6 separate regions of the Mus musculus genome follow, and regions 1, 2, 3, 4 and 5 are each linked to region 6. The links are chromatin contacts, called in public promoter capture Hi-C maps. All regions are on one chromosome and are shown on one strand. The core of a region is the stretch at or near the end of the contact, and the rest is flanking DNA. Distances in the headings are between cores, read along the strand shown.

Region 1 (3,345 bases), core at 51-2,550, 740 kb after region 6:
CTGAAATCATGAGTTTAAGAGGTCCTCCTGCCATTTCTGAGTTCAAGGCCAGCCTGGTCTACAGAGTGAGTTCCAGGACTGCCAGGGCTATACAAAGAAACCCTGTCTCAGGAAAAAAAAAAATCCTCCTGCCTTAGCCTCCCAAGTAACTGGAATTATTACAAGCATGTGCTAATAGTACAAACTGCAGAGCACATTTTCTTCCCCAATCCAAACCAAAGCTTCCCAAGAAAGAGAAAGCTATGCGTAACCTCTGTGATTGTAAGGATGATGGACCAAGAGTCAGCAGCCACAGAACTTTCATTTCCTTTAGCAGGTACTTGAGAGAACTTAATGGGATATAAATAGTTATTTCTGCTCCTTTGGTTTCCAATATCCATGTGTAATTTAGGTCGAGGGGTAGTACTGCCACCTTGTCTTTTCAGGTGGGAGTGTTGGACAACACTGGTTCTTCCTTTAGACTCAGATTGGAAATGTCAGATTTGGGCGAAGGGGGAGGGAGCATTTATTATTTCCCAATAGAAGGGACTTGAACAAGACTGATGGGGTAGCCTGATCTCAAGTCGTTCTGCTGGCACTGCACCATTTTCTGTGTTGTTACCTAGTCTTTTCCCCAGGGTAATATTCTGGTTTTGTTTTTTGTTTTTGTTTTTGTTTTCTGTCTTGTCTCTCACTGTTCACAACTTGGGATACTCATTATTTTTCTTTTGAAATCTTGTGCACATCACACCGTCATTTGACAAATAGTTTCTGAGTTCTACTGTATTGTGCTGGAAGTCACACAAATCACGTCTAGTTTGAATTATGACTCTGCTGGGGATCTGTTTTAGGAAGACCACATACAGTACACATCCGAGTCACAATCATCTTGTAGCCCTGAACGACCTGGAGACGATGGCTTCATTTGCCAGACCATTCCAATCCAAATTCCCAGGTAGACGTTTCCGGAAGAGGAAGTAAGGTCAGAAGTAGCATTTCCAGGAAGTTCTCTGGAACCCACTTCTACCTAACCCAGAACAAACTTTTAAAGACATATGTCCTTAGGTGATGGCTCCCCACTCCTACCCCTAAAATTAAGACAATCTTTTCCAGTAGGAGGAAAAATTATTTTATTTAATATCAGGGACTAGAATTTGAAAATAAGACTGTAGACAAGGAAACAACAAAGCCTGGTGGCCTCGCTGGTTGCTATGACAAGCAAATACAAGCCAGCCAATCAACGTGCAGAAAGGCCTTCCAGTCTAGCCAATGGGTTGCGCGCGCCCTGCGTGCGTCTACCCAATAGTGCGTCAGCGGCGCGGTATTTGAATCGCGGACCGGGCGGTGGACGCGGAGCGGCGGGGCCCTGACCCTCCCAACGGTGTCGCAGACCGGAGTGGCTGTGCCTCGTCCGCACTTGCCAGGGCGGCCCTCATGGCGCTGCTCCGACGCCCGACGGTGAGTGCGCCGGGGCTACGGTGCCCTGTCCTGCCGGGTAGCCCGGGAGGCTGCCGGAGAGGCCCTGGCAGAGCTAAAGCGGTCCAGAGGCCCGGCCTGGGGTCTTCATTCCTGTTACCACTCAGGGCTGTGCTGCGCTGGGGATGAGGACCGGGAGGAACCGGGAAGCCGCCCAGTGCCATTTCTCTACTTTTCACATTTTTCAGTTTGCTTCGTGTGAGCTTCCCATTCGCGTCTTCATACTGCCTTCCTGGCCAAGGTCATTAAAGTGTGGTTTTGTCCTCTTAAAAAAAAAAAAAAACAGAAATAACAAAATGAAAACAAATACCCACCTAAGTGCTGGGCGGTGGTGGTGCACGCCTTTAATCCCAGCACTTGGGAGGCAGAGGCAGGCGGATTTCTGAGTTCGAGGCCAGCCTGGTCTACAGAGTGAGTTCCAGGACAGCCAGGGCTATTCAAAGAAACCCTGTCTCGAAAAAAGCAAAAAACAAAAAACAAAAACACCCAAGTGTAAGAGGAAACGTACAAAACTTGGATCCTAGGATGGCAGACAGTTGGGCAAAAGGCCAAATTCCTTTAATTACCTTTTTGAGAATGAAAGTATTACTGACTTTTAGGCTTTAATTGTACTAGGGTCGGTCTACTTTAGTTGAAAACAAGAGGGCCCCCGACACAGCTGCTGCCATTGTCCTGGCTAGTTAAAAGCCTCCAATTCCTCTTCCCAGTGAATTCAGGGGTACCCCTCATTACCAGGCTTTAACTCATAAGAAATTGAACTTTCAAACTCATTTTGAATTTAGCCGTGGGAAGCTAGCAGTAAAGACCGAACAGCTTAGATTTGGGGATCAGAATCCTAAACAATGAGGAACATACAGTCAGGGTTCATGTCTTGTAGCTCTAACTGCCACTAACAAGTTAATTTTTGTCTAATTTGTTCTTTCAAATTATTTAACAGTTAAAGTCTTGTGTAGGGATGGGGTACAGTTTATCTGGTCTATCCTACACAGGTCATCTTAAAAAAAAACAAAAAAACCCCAACCTTTGGAGAGGTTTTTTTGTTTGTTTTGTAGGATTAGTTCCCCCCCTCCCCCAACACTCAGAAAGTTAAATATTTTTTTCTCATGGAATACTTGTTATTGTACCACACTGTAAACTTTGGGGTATGAATAGCAAGCCTTGTTTCTTAACTGTATTCAAGATGAAGGCAATTAATTTCAAGTAACACTATTTTTTTTTTTTTTCGTTTTCATTCAAGTCTGACTCTCCCAATACTTGAGAGGTAAAATGACTTCCCCATCCTGTTGTCATTGGGAATGTCCTTAATTTGAGTCTATGCTATAGGAAGCTGTTTCTGAAGGGCTTTCCTTGGAAGTGCTATTTCTTATTCTTTGGTTGGCGTTATAACCCAAGCTGGTGTGAAGTCTGAAACATGGAGTTTTAAACAGCTGGGCTATCATTAACTATTGGTATCAAAGCTCTTTATCATTGCAGCTATACTGTGTGAATGGAAGTTTCTAAGAGAACCGACAGGGATCTCTTAACAGCAGACGCAGGTTACTTATAAGAAGTAATCATTTAGGTGGGAGGCTTTGGTGTCGCTTGAAAACTGCTTGAATATGCAAAACAATTTATAAGATCAGTAAAAAGATCTTTGTTTTATTGGTAAGGCAGTGGGTGTTTGCCTAATGGAGAGTGATATTTCAAATAGCATTTTTAGATTTCTTTAAATGTACCTTTTCCCATAAAAAATAATTAAATTTAAAGACAAAAACCAAAACCTAACTCTGCAAGTTTGAGGCCAGCCTGGTCTCCAGAGCGACTTCCAGGATAGCCTTGTCTCCAGAATGAGTTCCAGGACAGCCAGGGCTATAGAGAAACCCTGTCTTGAAAAACCAAACAAATTAAGCT
Region 2 (3,227 bases), core at 458-2,957, 770 kb after region 6:
CTCCAGAGGGCTGGGATTAAAGTTATGCCTTGTGTGTCGGAAGGTTTTATGAGGAGGGAAGAATTCTAAAATTAGATTATGGCCATTGTGCACAACTTTGTCAATACACTAAAATTATAATACTGGGCATTTCAAATGGATTGATTCTATCTCCATAAAGCTTCTCTTGAATCAGTTGGTAGGGCAAGGGTTATACAATGCATAGTTGAACCTTGGAAAGGCCCAGGCCTTGTATGCTGGGAGCTGCTGAACGTGTCCCAAGAAGCAGGGGAACTGCTCAAACACCTGCCTCTCTTTTATTGTTCATTACGGTTTTAAGACAGGGTCTATACTTGAATTCAGTGTGCAGTAAGGAATCTATGCAGATGAAGAGCTGACTGACGCCTGGGTTTAGCAGTCTAGGGACCTGGAAGCATCACAGAGCACAGCCAGTCACAACACAACTGCCATTACCCAGGCTAGGCTAGAAAGAGCCCCCAAGCCTCCAGAACCCAGCCGATCTCTAGTGTCACTAGGTGGCGATCCTGTGTAATAAATATGGAGAACTAATGGCTTTCAACACACTGCCAGAAATTGATTAATGAGGTCGTTTAGGTACCACTCCCAGCCAGAGTGACTGCCAACTCAGTGCAGAAGGGCCACTGAGCAGAGCTGGCTCCGTCCTCAGCAGAGCGGATGGCAGAGACTTTCAGGAACTGTGTCAACGACTTGTGAAACAGTCATTAAAAGCCAAATCTTACCAACTTACAATTAAATTAGCAAACGAAATAAGCAAGCTTCATCCCATCCCATCCCCCACCCCGTCCCCTTCTGTCCCCCTCCCCAGTCCCACACACTTTCTGAGTAGCCATGCTGGTGGCTCAGCCTGACCTGGCTATGGTGTGTATATTTACTATGTATCCTAGTTTGCTGCCCGTTGCTGCCATGAAACACTGACAGAAGCAAGTTGCTCTGGCTGTGCTTTATTACAAAGGGAAGTCAGGGCAGGAACTCAAGGCAAGACCCAAGCGAAGACCATGGAAGAATACTGCTTACCAGCTCGCTCACTTGGCTTTCTCATACAATTCAGGACCCACCCACCTAGGAGTATACTGCCTGCCGACATCAGTCCGTAAGGAAATGCTCCACAGGCTTGCCTCCAAGGAAAATCTGATAGCAGCAATTTCTCAGTTGAGGTCTGTCTTCCCAGATAACCCTAGCTTGTGTCAAGTTGACAAAAAAGGAAGCCATTTAACCCCAGGAACTGGCAACTGTTGCAATTTAGGCATTTTTGTTTAGTTTTATTACTCCCTGCTGCTCAGGAGACCAGACCCTTCCTGAATTCACCCTCATGGAAAATGCTTTCCTAGGCTGGAGAGATGACTCAGCAGTTAAGAGCACTCGCTGTTCCTGCAGAGAACCCTGATTTGGTTCCCAGCACCCACATAGTGACTCACAACTGTAATGCTAGTTCTGCTTTTTTTCTGGCTTTTGAGAACACTAGGCACATACACGATGCACAGACACACCTCCAGGCAAAATATCTTTACACATGAAAAGATAAAAATGAAAATTGGAAAATGCTTTTCTGAGCCGGGCTCGACAGCATACACCTGTAATTCTAGCACTTGGGGAGGCTGAGGCAGGACAATCTCATCTCCGTGAGCTCAAGGCCAGACTGAGATGGACATAATACATCTGGATCCAGATATCAAATAAAAAAAAAAACCAGCAGGCTGTCCCTCCATTTGTTTTGAACTGTCTGTGCAATTTTGGGTAATTTTGGCCCCTCTGCTATTTTGTGTTGTTTGTATTTCTAATATCCACCCCACCCCCCACCCCCAGCAACACACACACACACACACACACACACACACACACACACACTCGAGGATTGAGAACTGTGTTATAAAGACAGAGCCTTCACTGGGACAATGGAGACAACACCGAGAATGTCAGTTTCATAATAAAGTTGCAACCCTGCTGATATGTCAACAGTCCAAGTTACTTTATCTGTGGACCTGCCGTATCTCTGCAGACACATATGTTAGTATGTAGCTATAAAACTACACACTATCAAACAAATCTGGTATCTGATTACATGTAATTTTCTTAATGGAAAATTTTTGCATTCTGTGTGAGTGTTTTGAGGGAGATACCAGCCCAGGCATTTGTGAGGGTCAGAGGGCAGTTTGCTGGGATTGGTTTTCTTATTCCTCCATGGCGGTCCTGGGAACCGAAGCCAGGTCATCAGGCATTGCAGCAAGCACATTTACCTGCTGGGGCATCTATTTGCTGCCTTTATATGTAATAAAAAAAATACTTAATGTTATATGTATGGGTGTTTTGTCTGCATATGTATCTATGTACTGTGTGTGTGTGTGTGTGTGTGTGTGTGTGTGCCTGATGCCTCTGAAGGTCAGAAGAAGGCATTAGGATCCTCTGGAAATGGAATTTCGGATGGTACTGGGATTCGAACTCAGGCTCTCAGGGAGGGCTCTGATCTGCTCAGCCATCTCATGGAACTTCTGTACAGTGAAGCTCAACTTTCCTGTTTGGATCTGATGGGCTTTAGTTCAGGCGAACTGCATAGTGTGCTTTTTGTCCCATAACCTAACAAATCTATTTAACTTCTCTCTCTTTTGGGCAGGGCATCACACCCAAGCATAACCTCACTGTATCGAAGAATGCGATTCATGCTTCCTGAGAGACCACGGAGCCATGCACAGCACATCCGGGTTGCAGGCTGAGAATTTGCCTTGCAGGGTGAATCCTACATTATTGGCTAGAAAAGACCAGAGTGCAGGCACTGAGATCAATGTCTCATCCCTGTACCAGTGTTAGGTTTTCACACCCAAAATTGGTTTATCCATTTTTAAAAGTTTAATTAATTAATTAATTAATTTTAATTTTTAAAAGTTTAATTAACTTGCTGATGTGTGTGTAATGCTTACCAGGGCTCTTATATGGAGGTCAGGGGATGCCTTTGGGGAGGGAGGGTCTGTTCTTTCTTACCATGAGGGTCCTTAGAGATCAGACATAGGTCCTAATAGTTGATAACAAATAGCCTTCCCTGCTGAGTCATCTTGCCAGTTCTCAGTTATTGGCATCTTATTCTCCCCATTATACATACGAAGACACCAAAGCACACACGTTAAGTGACAGTCATGAGCTGTCCAATAAGCGTGCTGAAGGAGATAGTTGATGAGTAAAAGCGAAAGGAGCCACCGGCTGAACCGGACTCATGC
Region 3 (2,859 bases), core at 180-2,679, 570 kb after region 6:
GTGGTGCTCTAAGTTACTGTCAAGAGCTTTCCTACTGAAGATGCTGTAACAAAGGATTATAAGATTTCTAGCACATCCACTGTGCTATCAACTCATGACTAGAAAAAGCCTGACACATGTCTCAGGAACAGAGAGCAAACGCTACCATTGGAGCTCTTACCAAGTCTGCTGCTTGGGACTCACATGCAGGAAGGCTGAAGGACTACCCCTGAAACTGAAACAAAGATATATACATTCTCATTCTCTTATTCTCTCTCCTTCCCTCTCCCCTCCTCCCCCCCCCTCTCTCTCTCTTTCTCTCTCTCTCTCTCTTTCTCTCTCTCTCTCTCAGTATGGGTTTTAATTTCATAAAACCTGACAAATTCACCCATCTAGACTGTGGGCTTCGTCCACGTCTCCGCATTATTTTGGAAAGATGGGAATGTTATCACAAGATTCTGAGAATTGGGATCCATCTATCAAAACATGAAGATCCCCCACAAGTGCACTTACCTGCTCAACTCAGTAAACTGAGAACTTCATGACACATGGACAAGATCTCCTTCAACTCCATGGTCTTATACCATGCAAACCTGAACAAGTCTGTTGCTCCCTATATGGAAATTTTACCTTCAGTTTACAATTAAAAAGGTTCTCAATACATTAGCAACTATACAGAATATGAAGGTTTATTTCCAAAAAGATTACATTTTTTTTTTAACCAGGATACACAGATGCACTTAATGTAACAGTACCTTCTGCAAAAATAGGTTACATAATACTCCGAAATGCAGGGAACAATCTTATTCTCTAAAAATTAGACAGCAGGCTTTTGAAGCTCAAATAGCCTTCAAAATGGAGGCAGCCAACACTGGTGACACCACAGAGCTACGCTGCAAATGAAACCACTACCATTCAGCTGCAAACCACTCATGTTCACACAGTGCCAAACAGAACAGCCTTGTGCCAATCCTTTCAAATGGGTCTCAGTGCTGCAAGAAAAGGTTGAATGGTACACAAAACTATGAAAAGTTTCAACAGAACTATTTAAACATCTTCTCTAAAGTTGAGAAAAGAAATCGTGTTAAATTTTTTTATAAAGAAAAACAACAGTCAGCTAGAACTCTCAAGCAGTCAGAGGTTCTCCTAGTAAGCAGTCAGGGAACGTTTACAGGAGATCTCAATAAATTATCTTGAAGCCACAGCAGGAAGCTTGCGTTAAAATCGCCGTGGAGGTCCACTCTTAAACGGCTTAAACCCCGAGCTGCTTCCTCTTGGCAAGGAGTTACCACTCATCTGTACAATCCTGTTCACTGGGGACGCAGTGCTGAAGGGGTTAAAAGGGAAACAAAGGTCAGAACAAACCAACAATCACAAGCTGCTTTCATAGCCCCTGACGCTTAGGGGCACAGGCTGCTCTCTGCCTTACTCACCACAGCCAAGACCCTAGTCCTGTACAGTGCATACCGTTCGTTATCAACCCCTCCTTACCAGGGAAGAAACTAAGAACTGGAAGTGTATCCTGCTTTGTTTTTTGAGACAGGGTTTCTCTGTGCAGCCCTGGTTATCCTGAAACTCACCCTGTAGACCAGGCTGGCCTTGAACTCAAACAGATCTGCCTGCCTCTGCCTCCCAAATTCTAGGATTAAAGGTATATGCCACCACCACTGGGCCTGGAAGTATATCCTGACCAAGGCACAGAGCTAATATATGGTGGGCTGCAACAGCGTGACCTTGGCACTCTCATTTCAATGCCCACTTCTTCAGAAGCCAATGCTATGCATGACAAGACTACAGCTAGGCTTCTCCGAAATCCACCCTGGATCCGCAGCAGCAGCAGCAGCAGTGACTTGTGCCAAGTGTAAACCCACAGCCCCTTCAAGGTTTCCTACTTCCTCTTTTTACTCAAGATGTAATTATGGAGAGGCAAACCTTAAACAAGATCCTCCTTCAGTTTCTCTCTGCTAGGCCTAATTCATAAGCCACTCTAACCCCACCCAGGTCGCTGTGGGTGGGACCCTCTAGTCGCTGGCTTTAATTAGTGGTATTAAGGAGACTGTGGTACACACTAGAGCTTCATGAACTATCTACCAGAAAGTCAGCCAATAATATTTGCAGTATCTTTGTTGGGTTTTATTTGTTTGTTTTGGGGTTTTTTTGTTTTTTTTGTTTTTTTGTTTTTTGAGACAGGGTTTGAATTCACTCTATAGACCAGGCTGGCCTCAAACTCAAATTCGCCTGCCAAGTGATGGGATTAAAGGCATGCGCCACCACGCCCGGCCTGCAGCATCTTTATATATTTCTGGCAGCACTACAGATGCCAGAAAGGGACAGGAAAAAGACACTCCAAAACTCTATCATAATGGGCAGTGAAGTGCAATAAATCAAGTCCAATAAAGCCAGGTGAGAACCTGGGTTAAATCTGTGACCTACAGAAGCCACTGGGTTTTGAAGCAAGTAAATGATAGAACCAAATGTGTGGTTCCAGCACCACATTCAGAGGTAGAGTGACTATCACACGTTCTCTGGGAAGACCAGCCATGGGCTGGACAGAGGAAGGGGCAGCATCAGAAAAATGCTTACTGTATGGATACCATTTTGAATTTCTTCTAAGAACAAAGAAAGATCAAGACTGGGTTGTGTTTCCTGTCAGGGTTTTGAGGACGGCAGCACTGAGAGGTAAAAGAAGCTTGAGGCAAGGAAAACAATTAAGTTGGAGAGGAACAAGTTTGCCTGCATCCTGGAGCTCAAAGAGAGGCATTATGAGGAGATGGCAGGGAAGAGTAATGTGTGAAGATCATCTGCTTGAAGGAGCCAAAGAGGAGGGTCAAGAAGGGAAAAAAAAAACAGAAGGATGGGTGTGGTGACACACACCTTTAG
Region 4 (3,154 bases), core at 333-2,832, 620 kb after region 6:
ACCTTTCCCCAGAATCAATAAAGAACTTTCTTATTTTCTGGTCATCTTCAGCCGAATCTGAAAGGCTGCAAGTTACTCAGAGCCTGCTAACAGTAACTTTCTTCCTTGACCCAAGAAGGCAGAGTGCCAGAGGGAAATAGCAAAGAATAGCACTATATAAACAGGGCGAGTGGTACAAGAGCAGAGCCAAGTTATAGAACCAAAATATATTTTAAAATATGTTCAGAACTCGTAACAACCTTTGCCTTTGGTTGGTTTCTTGTTTGGAGTATCAGTTGAAACAGTTAATTCAATATTATCTGGATCGCCTCCTTCCTCTTCAATAGCCTACATTAGAAAGAGAAGTTAATATGCTACACAAACTATCTAAACTTATTTTATAAAAACTTAATGAAAATATATTACCAAACCTCCAGCCTCAAAACATTAGAATTGCCAGTTATTTTACAAACCGACTTCACAAACGAGTAATTATGCTACACAGAAAGGGGTGGAGGGTGTCATTGAGTATCGAAATGTCCTGGAACTTGAAATTCCACCCAGTCGATGGTTCCATGTCACATATACTGAACAAGAACCTAAATATGTTCTATTACAGAAAGTTTGTAGCTACTTAAATAAGGAAGAGTTTTCCTAACGTATTGCGTACACTTGTTCCCGTCTCCGATTCCAAGGCTTCACGCGAATAAACCTGAAAGCTTAACAGGACTGAGAACGTGGATGATTACGCTGATGCAATCAGAAATTAAGAATTAAAAATAAATCAGTTAAAAGCCTAGTGGGGAAAAAAAAAGATGAATCTTCCCTTCTCATCCACTCATCAACTCCCACTACGGATTTCTCTGAACAGGGGTGAAGAAACGGTTGGACACAATTAAACGGTAACTTCGGCCAAGTCAGCAAACTAACCATCGCCTCGGAGCCCGAGAGATGCACGCGCTGCGCACCGCCCGTAGGCCGGGGTACCCAGCGCCGCCCAGGGTCTGCAGCTCCACCCTCCGCAGGCCGCAGAGCCGATGGAGAGGGCGTCCCAGGGGAGGCAGGGGGCGCGACCGGCGGCGGCTCGCGAGGCCGCTGGAAGGCCAGGCTCCTCGCGGAGGCGCGGGCCCCGCGCGCCGGGCACGCACAGGCACCACCCGGTCCGCCCCGACCGCGGAAGCGTAGCACCTAAACGGCGCGGCCTACGCTGCCCTGCGCGCAGCGTCCGGGCCTCACCTGCTTCAGCCGGGAGACCAGTACCGTCTTGACCCCGTTGATGTCCAAGTTGCGGCGCTTCAGCTCGGACCTGAGGTCGATAACCCGCAGCTCCGTGATCTTCTTCCCTTCCGCCGGCCCAGAGGCGGCCGAGGCTACCACGGCCCCGGCAGCGGCAGCCATTTTGGGAAAGCAACGCGCTGCCGAGGCAGCTAGTGGGCTGCAGGGCGGCGGCGGCGGCGGAGGAGGAGGCAGCGGCGGTGGAGGCGGTGGCCGCGGCAGCACCAACTTCCAACCCGGGCCCCGGGCGGCCAGCGGCGCCGCGCTACGCTGCGCACAATGAGCCACTGACCACGCCCCCCCACGGGGACCACGCCCCCGACTCTGCTCCAGCGCAACCTGCAGCGGCACCCGGATGACGGGTGCGCGTGCGCACTGAGCAGGCATGGAGGGGGCGGAGCTCGCAGCGGACCGGTGGCTCGGCCTCTGGCGTGGTCCCGGGAAAGTCTCCGCGTGTCCAACCGCTCAGCTGTCCTCGGTACCACGGTTCCCGCCTCTCCATTAGCCTCCTTCTCCTCTCATCTCTTACCTAGAGCCATCGCCACTTGAGAGGCACCCCATAGTAGGGAGAGTAGGTGCGTCTCTTCACCGAAATGAGGGGGCGTGTGCGCCAGCCTTCCCGGAAGAAGTACGGAATCATCGTGGAAAGGTGGTCGGGGTATACTAGTGAACTTAGGTCGGCGGGTTCCGCCCCGGAACGCCCAGCGAAACCTGAGGCCGAGAGCCCAGGGGACAGTGTCACGCTGTGACCCCCTGAAGCTTAGCCCCTCTTTGCCTGAAAACTACCAGGCAAACGTCCTCTCCTCGTTTGCCTCAGCTTGCCCATCCCCTCCGACGGGCCTGATGGCTCAATGAAATTGTTCACAAAAGGAGAATAACTTAAAAGTATATGTTGCCCTGATCCTATACAGTATCCTCTGCCCTGCGCCGCCAGCATTTGGTATGTCAAGGACAGGGGCCACTTTATGGAGAAATAGCCCGCATAGTATCTCTTAGTAATTTTAATATTATTAATCATCACAGCGTAAATATCTATAGAATTAACACAAAGTTGGACAAAGTTAGGAAACACAGGGAACTGAATTAACATTTACTGGTGGGTGATGTTTTGTAAAGGCAAGGGTATGTTTTGTAGAGCGAGGTATAGAGCGGTGGGAGGGACTGCCTCATCCGGCTGATGCTGAGGCATCCCCACCCCAGGTACCATCCATAAGACTGGTCTAGTATAGAATAGAGTTTATTTGGGGGTATGGCAAGGGGAGCTGAGAAGGGAGTAGAGGCAGAGAAAGGGAGAAGACAGAAGAGAAGAGCCCGGCCAAGAACACGTGGAGGGGGGAGGGGAGAGGAAGAAAGGAGTCAAAGGGGGGGGGGGGACATTCCCATCCAGGCCTACCTGGCTGTTGCTAGGTAAGTGTTGGGCGGAGCCTAGAAGGAATGCTAAGGTGCTAACAAAGGTGGGGTTGAGGTTGTTTTGTTTTACATCTTTCTCCAGTTTCCTGGTTATAAAACTTAAATTGGACTGGGCAGTGGTGGGACATGCCTATCAGCACTAAGGGGAGAGAGGCTTGTGGATCTCTGAGATACACTACACTCCAGCCTGGTATCTGCAGAGTGACCCAGGACAGCCAGGGCTACACAGAGAAATCCTACCTTTATAAATAAATAAATAAATAAATAAATAAATGTGAGGTGTGCCTTACTTTGGGTTGCTACACACAGAGGAATCCTACCTTTATAAATAAATAAATAAATAAATAAATAAATAGTAAGGGTGAGGTGTGCCTTACTTTGGGTTGCTCTTTCTGAATCATTGGTTCAAATGGAGGAAAACTGGACGTTATAAAATCATACCTGGCAGTCAGTCAGTTCAGCATTTCTTTATGACTTTTAAGGAATTCTG
Region 5 (3,249 bases), core at 394-2,893, 680 kb after region 6:
GAAAAGATTTAGCTTTTTATTTTTTAAAGTTTTCTTATTTCTTGCCATTTTAATTGGTAGTTTACCTTAGATTGTAGGATTTGTACCCACTTAGGGACCAAACAGGAAACCTTTTAATTTGCTAATTAAGATTTTCTCAAAATAAGAGGTAAAGACTAAAAATGAACAATCTGTTATGACAGTATAGAAGCCACCATTTTCTTTATTGCTCTGGCACCAGGAAGTGGGTGGAAAGATTATTAGTCACTTGTGCTAACCCAGTGAAATGGCTAAAACTGTTCTTTGTCTGTTCATGGAGAACTTCCTTGGGTGTCTTGACTCTTTCTAGCTTAGTCCTTTTATTCCCTAGTTTTTGCATTTCCCTAAATGATGCTAGGCAGTGTGATCCCTCATTCTTTGATAATTTGACCCCAGTTGGTTTCTCCCTACTGAAGACATAAAACCAGAAAAGCTGCTAAGCAGTTGAGAGTTCTACATCTTAGGACACAATTCAGTTGTTAGACACATCTGCTCTTTCACCCTTCCTTCACTGTGTCACGTGGGTATCTTATCTGCATGAAGCTGGTACCAGAATTCCTATTTGCTGTATCCTCTGTGTTCCCCCATAGTGTGTTGTGCATTTTGACTCATTAAAGTCTGTAAATATAATTGGCCTGCATTAATAATTGTCCTCCTAGGCTTGCTGCCTCAGTCTGTTAACCTAGGCCTAATCCTGGAAGCTTCTAGTCTCTGTGCAATCTAATGTAGGCCTAGAACGTCAGCCTCTGAGACTTACTGCTGATCACCCTTCCTAGTTCTTCCCGAGTTCTGCTTGGCTGGTTCAGCTTAGGTGTTCTGGCTCATCATATTCTTCTTCAGGCTGACTGAATCTGACTTCTCTCTCAGCTTCTTCTGAATCACTCTGCTTTGCTTGAAACTAACTCTAGCAATCTGTTCTAATCTCCTCATTTTCTGGCTCATTCTGTCTTTACCTGTGTCTAGCTTGTTCTCTCTCTTCAACCTGTCTCTGTAAAACACTACTGGTAAAACTACCCCCCACCCCTGTTCTCTTAAGTATCTTCCCTTTCCTCCTCTCTCTTCTGATAGTTGGGCATATCCTATTCTGTCAAATCTTTGTCTGCCACTTAAACACAACGTCAACTTCTAACTAGGTGCTTTCTTCTACAAACTAACTTTATCTTCTTAGTTTGGGATTAAAAGGAGTGTTCTAAGGGTGTGTCTGTAGTCCAGCCAGAAGGATTTAAGGTGTGTGCTAGGGAGGCTGAGCCACAACACAGCTAGAAACAAGTTTTTCAGTAAATGACACAATCATAGTGTGGTCAAATGTCCTGCCACAAAAGTCAGATTCTGTTTGATAGTAAATTGTGAGCTTCTTAGAGTACAGGATCTTGATTTTTTTTTTTAAAGAGTATTTTCTTTTTTGTATTACCCACTGTTATCCACAGGTCTAGCACATGACTGCTTTATAATTATCTGAATAACTGAGCACAGAAACATTTTCATTTTTACTGTGGCTTTCTTTAATTTTGCTTCACACTGCCTATTTCAAACAGTAGTTTTCATTTCTCACAGAGATACTCACTGCTTCAGTGGGCGTGTTCTCTTTGAAGAGTTCTGAGTAAGCAGATCAGGTGGCACATACCTGTCATCTGAGGTAGGATTGGAAGTTTAAGCTACATACTAAGACCCTGTCTAAAGCAAAGGACTGTGTGTGTAAACCACAGTAAACGTAGTGCTTCTATTTAAAATAGAGCACCCTCAGCTTGCTGCCTCCCAGTCACCAAAGAAACCAGGAGGCAGCTTGAACTTCAGTTTTAGGAGCTGAAAGGTAAAATAAGAAATCTCTGGTTTGTAAGTTTAAAGCTTTGACCATTAGCAGATAGTTACTTGGGGAGTATGGAGACTGTTTTCTTTACATGTTGTTTTCTTTCCCTGACTCAGTGTTACTGAAGCCAGGGTTTTGAGCTGGGTAAGCTCTCAAACACTGAGCTAAATCCCTTAATTTTCAATTTTTTTTTTTTGTTTATTTGGGTTTTTTGTTGTTGTTTGATTTGTTTTTATTATTGATTTCTTGAGACAATGTAGACCTAACTGTCCTGAAATTAATTCTGTAAATCAGGCTGGCCTTGAGTTCAGAGATCCTGTCTCTGCCTCCTGAGTGCTAGGATTAAAAGTGTAAAATATCACCCTGACTTATTTTTCAATTTTTTTTATTGATCCTTTTCCCCCCCCAGCTAACACAGAGATAATTATTGTACTTTTAATACCAGTTTTTTAAAAAAAGATTTATTTATTTATTTATTTTATATATCTGAGTACACCATTGTTCCCTTCAGACACTCTAGAAGAGGACATCAGATCCCTTTATAGATGGATGTGAGCCACCATGTAGGTGCTGGGAATTGAACTCAGGACCTCTGGAAGAGCAGTCGGTGCTCTTAACAGCTGAGTCATCTCTTCAGCCCAATACCAGGTTTTGTGAAATGGATTTTAATGATTGTTCTCTAATAGTTAACATGTCTATAAACTTAGACACTGGACTAGTGTTAATAATGAGATTACAGCATATGTGTTGTACAGCAATTTCCTCTAGGATTAAAACATTCTCTCTTGCAGGGAAGCTCCTTATGCAGGAAAGTAAACAACTCAATATATATTCAGGTAGTCCCTGAATCTGTCCAGATTGACTAGGCCCCTCCCTGTCAGCTGAGTAACAAAGAAAACTTTCAAAGGAGAAAAGCTTCAAAGAAGACTCTGAGATCAGACCAGGTGCCTGCAAGAGGTTTAGACTAGAGTCCAACTTGGAAAGGACACTCAGCCTGTTGAGCTGTATGCAGGTTGTGCCATGTGCTCTGGGTTTCCGAGCTTTGGTGAGCTGTCAGTCATGCTGGGTGGGTCTGGGCCATGCAGCTGTCTTTGAGTCATTCTGCTCCTGTAAGCAACCTCTCTCATATTCCTTTAAGAAACGCCAATAACATTCGTGGGTTCACCAAGTTGGACTTTGGTGGTATCCAAACTTTGGTCTTTTGTGGGATCCCTATCTAGCGTGAGTAGATATCCGTGTTGTCTCTCCAGAACAAATTTTGTCACACAACAGTTGTGTACTCTGGTATCACATTGAATTTCCCTTTAGGTATAATTACATGGTTTGCATAGTTGACATAGATCGTATAGGCTCTGTGTCTCTTATTAATTTTGATACTTTGGTAGTAGGTATTTTACTTGTGAGTAGTTTGTTATTATGTATTT
Region 6 (3,100 bases), core at 99-2,598:
GCCTCTGGGCTCTTCCCAGCTGCTCTGCTCACAGCCTCCCCTCACCCCTTCCAGCCTGCCTCCTCAGCTGGAAATGATTGAGGGCCTCCTGCAAAGGTAGAGGAGGGCCCCAAAGAAGACTGGGAACTGGGCAGGCTGCTCTGAGGGAGGGAAGGAGGGTGGGAGGGAGGGAGGGAGGGAGGGAGCATAGCATGGGTTCAAGTCAGTGGACTGCCTGGGGGTGTTTAGAGACTACTGCCTCCAATTCCGTCTTTTCAGACAAACCAGCTTTGGAAATCAGGGCTTGCTTATTGATCAGGTCAAGAAGCTATTATAAGATGTAGTCTGTTGCCTGTGAGGATGTTAATTCATCAGATTTAAACTAGATACCTTAGTGGGGCATAGTTACTCCTCTCTTCTTTAACTGGGATGGGATTGACTGGTCAGAGGGCTAGAATTCCAGTCCTCTGCTTTCTCTATCTTTCTGATTCTTGAATCCTAAACTCTGTTTACCAGATAGGGAGACCACTTCAGTGAACAAGAGGGAGTTCCCATCTTGTCCCATAAACACCTTAACACCCTCCCCTCCCCTCCCCCCTCTTTCCCTCCCTCCCTCCTCCCCCCCCTTTTTTCCTCTCAAGACAGGGTTTCTCTATATAGCCCCAACTGTCCTGGAACTCATGTAGACCAGGCTGGGCCCTTGAACTCACAGAGATCAACCTGTCTCTGCACACACACACACACACACACACACACACACACACCTCACCCCCCACCCTACCCCCAGCGCTGGGATTAAAGGCAGCACTAACCCAATGCCCCATAAACTTACATTTCGGAGCCTTTAAACTGCCCTTCCATAAGTTAATTTAGTTATTTCTGGAGCCCTTCAGAAAGACTCCAGCAGTCCCATGAACTCCCCGAGGCACTACTAGAGCCAGCCTAGTCTCTTTCCCTTACACTCTCCAGTTTGGAAGAAAACCTTCAGGAGAGAATGTTCACAGTGAAGGTGTCTATACCTGATTGAACTATTCTAAATTACACCCAAACTGCCCACTTCCGAATAGGAGAAAACAAATCATCAGAAGGCTGAAGTTGTGTAACAGGTAAATCTCTTCTGGACCAAGGCCCATCTCTGGTTTGGCAACCCAACCAACGTAGCATCTCTTTTCTCATCTCCTGGAAAAAAAAAAAAAAAAGAAAGAAAGCCAACAGAGAAAAAGTAGCCAGAGAACAGAGAATAAAGGTAATGATTAATCTGTCAAGTACAAAAAGAGTCATTTTGAGGATTTGGAATTATAACTCATTAATGCAAACAAATAGCAATGAGCTGGGAGGGAGGGAGGGGCTGACAGCAGAGGCAGACAAGGATTAAGTCACAGTTCCTAATTAGGACAGGCTCTCTGACACAGTCAGGTATCTCTTTAGTCGCCTCCAGAGATCCGTGCAGAGCTAAGTGAGCTTGGTTTTTTTAAAATTCTTTTTTGTTTGGTTTGGTTTTCATGTGGTAGTGAAGGCAGGAAACTGAGCGAGCAGACCTTGGTGGAAAGCTTACCTCTGGCAGAAACCCCAAGATGCCTTCTGAGAAGGACCGAGCCAAGAAGAACCTCGTGCAGAGGCTGGCCCTGAAGAGCTGTCTGGCTAAGGAGACACTCTCTGAGTTCCTGGGCACCTTTATAATGATTGTGAGTATTGCTCGATTTCCATTTTCCCAGTTCAGACCTAACCCCGCCTTCCTGGCTGCCAGGCGTCTGGAGCAGGGCGTTTGTTTTTTTGTTTTCCCTGATTATCAGTTCCAGTCCCTTCTAGGAGGCAGCAAGTCACTTTCTAGGTTACTTGACTATTTGGTGACCATTAAGAGCTTCGTTCGCTCTTAACGTGTAGCCAAGACAGTTGATAGGAGTGGAGAAGGGGGAAGGGGAGTACTTCTTCATTTTAAAATGTCTCAAAGTGGCTTTTATGATGAAAGAGTTGCTAGACATTGCTTCCCATTTGGTGACTGAGTCATCTGAAACAAACATTAATGGTCAATAGATAGCGTGGAACAGGCTGCCAAGAGAGGTGCCTGGCAGTTTTGTTTGTTTGTTTGTTTGTTTATTTATTTATTTATTTATTTGTGTGTGTGCACGAATGCACACAAGTGCATCTGAAAATGGCCTGGCAGTTTTATTTATTTGTTTGTTTGTTTGTTTATTTATTTATTTATGTGTGTGCACCAATGCACACAAGTGCATCTGAAAATGGCCTGCTGGAGTCAGCTCTCCTTCCACCATCCTTCCACCATGTGGACTCTAGGGATGGAGCTCAGGTCATCAGGCCCGGCAACAGGGACTTTTATCTCGTGAGTCATCTCACCGGACCTACTTAGTAAATCAGAACTTGGGGTTAGTATGGTGTGTGTGTGTGTGTGTGTGTGTGTGTGTGTAGCCTTGTGTTGGTTTCATATAATTTCTCCCTTTTGATTGAACTTGACTTGAGCAAATCTCTCAAGGTCTTTAAATTGAACTTCATAGAGTTAAACATGGACAGGCCTAAGAATCTCAAAAAGAGATTGGCTCAGCTATGAAAACAAACAAAACAAAGAATAAAACAGAGACCAGAAACTATTGCTACTTTCTGAACTGGTGTGAGCCCTGGCCTCAGGCTTTTTTTAAAATGGGACAGCTATTTATTTCTATTTATCTATTTATTTATTTATTTATTTATTTATTTATTTATTTATTTATTTTGGTTTTTCGAGACAGGGTTTCTCTTTATAGCCCTGGCTGTCCTGGAACTCACTTTGTAGACCAGGCTGGCCTGGAACTCAGAAATCCGCCTGCCTCTGCCTCCCGAGTGCTGGGATTAAAGGTGTGTGCCACCACACCCGGCTTATTTAATTTTTTAGAAAACACACCTGCCAGAGAGAGAGACAGAGAGACAGGGAGACTCTTACTTCAGGTATAATTTCAGCTTCTCGTTCTCAAATATTTCTCTCTTTTATTTATATGAGTACACTGCTGCTGTCTTCAGACACACCAGAAGAATGCCTTGATCCCATTACAGATGGTTGTGAGCTACCATGTAGTAACTGGGAATTGAACTCAGGACCTCTAGCAGAGCAGTCAGTGTTCTTAACCGC

What was found. Promoter capture Hi-C pulls out the DNA fragments that hold promoters and counts their contacts.
Region 1: a promoter capture Hi-C map of erythroid cells shows a contact between it and region 6, with 110 times the contacts expected there. The contact joins the promoter of Ccnb2 here to the promoter of Aqp9 in region 6. A contact is called at or near these places in 18 of 39 promoter capture datasets (the 3T3-L1 cell line, 3T3-L1-derived adipocytes, the C10 cell line and 12 more), 1 of 484 Hi-C or Micro-C datasets (the G1E-ER4 cell line), 5 of 115 datasets of contacts at active chromatin or transcription factors (astrocytes, embryonic stem cells, large pre-B cells and 2 more) and 1 of 9 other capture datasets (adipose tissue).
Region 2: a contact with region 6 is called in a promoter capture Hi-C map of the HPC-7 cell line, with 8 times the contacts expected there. The contact joins the enhancer-like site here to the promoter of Aqp9 in region 6. A contact is called at or near these places in 5 of 39 promoter capture datasets (the C10 cell line, the HPC-7 cell line, hippocampal neurons and 2 more), 2 of 115 datasets of contacts at active chromatin or transcription factors (T-cell acute lymphoblastic leukemia and astrocytes) and 3 of 9 other capture datasets (adipose tissue, embryonic stem cells and pancreatic islet).
Region 3: a contact with region 6 is called in a promoter capture Hi-C map of hematopoietic stem and progenitor cells, with 3 times the contacts expected there. The contact joins the enhancer-like site here to the promoter of Aqp9 in region 6. A contact is called at or near these places in 5 of 39 promoter capture datasets (the 3T3-L1 cell line, the HPC-7 cell line, cranial neural crest and 2 more), 2 of 115 datasets of contacts at active chromatin or transcription factors (astrocytes and embryonic stem cells) and 3 of 9 other capture datasets (adipose tissue, liver and pancreatic islet).
Region 4: a promoter capture Hi-C map of fetal liver shows a contact between it and region 6, with 6 times the contacts expected there. The contact joins the promoter of Sltm here to the promoter of Aqp9 in region 6. A contact is called at or near these places in 19 of 39 promoter capture datasets (the 3T3-L1 cell line, 3T3-L1-derived adipocytes, the HPC-7 cell line and 13 more), 1 of 484 Hi-C or Micro-C datasets (erythroblasts), 5 of 115 datasets of contacts at active chromatin or transcription factors (astrocytes, bone marrow-derived macrophages, embryonic stem cells and 2 more) and 2 of 9 other capture datasets (adipose tissue and embryonic stem cells).
Region 5: a contact with region 6 is called in a promoter capture Hi-C map of the C10 cell line, with 4 times the contacts expected there. The contact joins the enhancer-like site here to the promoter of Aqp9 in region 6. A contact is called at or near these places in 10 of 39 promoter capture datasets (the 3T3-L1 cell line, the C10 cell line, the HPC-7 cell line and 5 more) and 2 of 115 datasets of contacts at active chromatin or transcription factors (astrocytes and extraembryonic endoderm stem cells).

Annotation. Positions count from the first base shown.
Region 1 is chr9:70,419,509-70,422,853 of GRCm38.p6, reverse strand. It overlaps Ccnb2 (cyclin B2), which reads left to right and starts at 1,300. Exons shown (of 9, transcript NM_007630.2): 1 at 1,300-1,437. The coding sequence starts at 1,414.
Region 2 is chr9:70,390,036-70,393,262 of GRCm38.p6, reverse strand. The region is part of intron 26 of Myo1e (myosin IE); the gene reads right to left. Among named protein-coding and RNA genes, the nearest start is that of Mir5626, 14 kb to the left of the region's middle. Within about 2 kb of position 1,707, at least 28 of the 459 cell types and tissues checked have an H3K27ac peak or open chromatin away from gene starts, as enhancers often do. A contact at or near this core is called in the HPC-7 cell line, adipose tissue and embryonic stem cells, where this site is marked.
Region 3 is chr9:70,590,026-70,592,884 of GRCm38.p6, reverse strand. It overlaps Sltm (SAFB-like, transcription modulator), which reads right to left. Exons shown (of 21, transcript NM_025690.4): 21 at 648-1,306. The coding sequence ends at 1,198. Among named protein-coding and RNA genes, the nearest start is that of Sltm, 49 kb to the right of the region's middle. Within about 2 kb of position 1,429, at least 58 of the 459 cell types and tissues checked have an H3K27ac peak or open chromatin away from gene starts, as enhancers often do. A contact at or near this core is called in the HPC-7 cell line and hematopoietic stem and progenitor cells, where this site is marked.
Region 4 is chr9:70,541,143-70,544,296 of GRCm38.p6, reverse strand. It overlaps Sltm (SAFB-like, transcription modulator), which reads right to left and starts at 1,582. Exons shown (of 21, transcript NM_025690.4): 1 at 1,216-1,582; 2 at 240-327. The coding sequence starts at 1,377.
Region 5 is chr9:70,483,330-70,486,578 of GRCm38.p6, reverse strand. The region is part of intron 2 of Rnf111 (ring finger 111); the gene reads left to right. Among named protein-coding and RNA genes, the nearest start is that of Gm24615, 9.5 kb to the right of the region's middle. Within about 2 kb of position 1,643, at least 29 of the 459 cell types and tissues checked have an H3K27ac peak or open chromatin away from gene starts, as enhancers often do.
Region 6 is chr9:71,161,537-71,164,636 of GRCm38.p6, reverse strand. It overlaps Aqp9 (aquaporin 9), which reads left to right and starts at 1,348. Exons shown (of 6, transcript NM_022026.3): 1 at 1,348-1,664. The coding sequence starts at 1,554.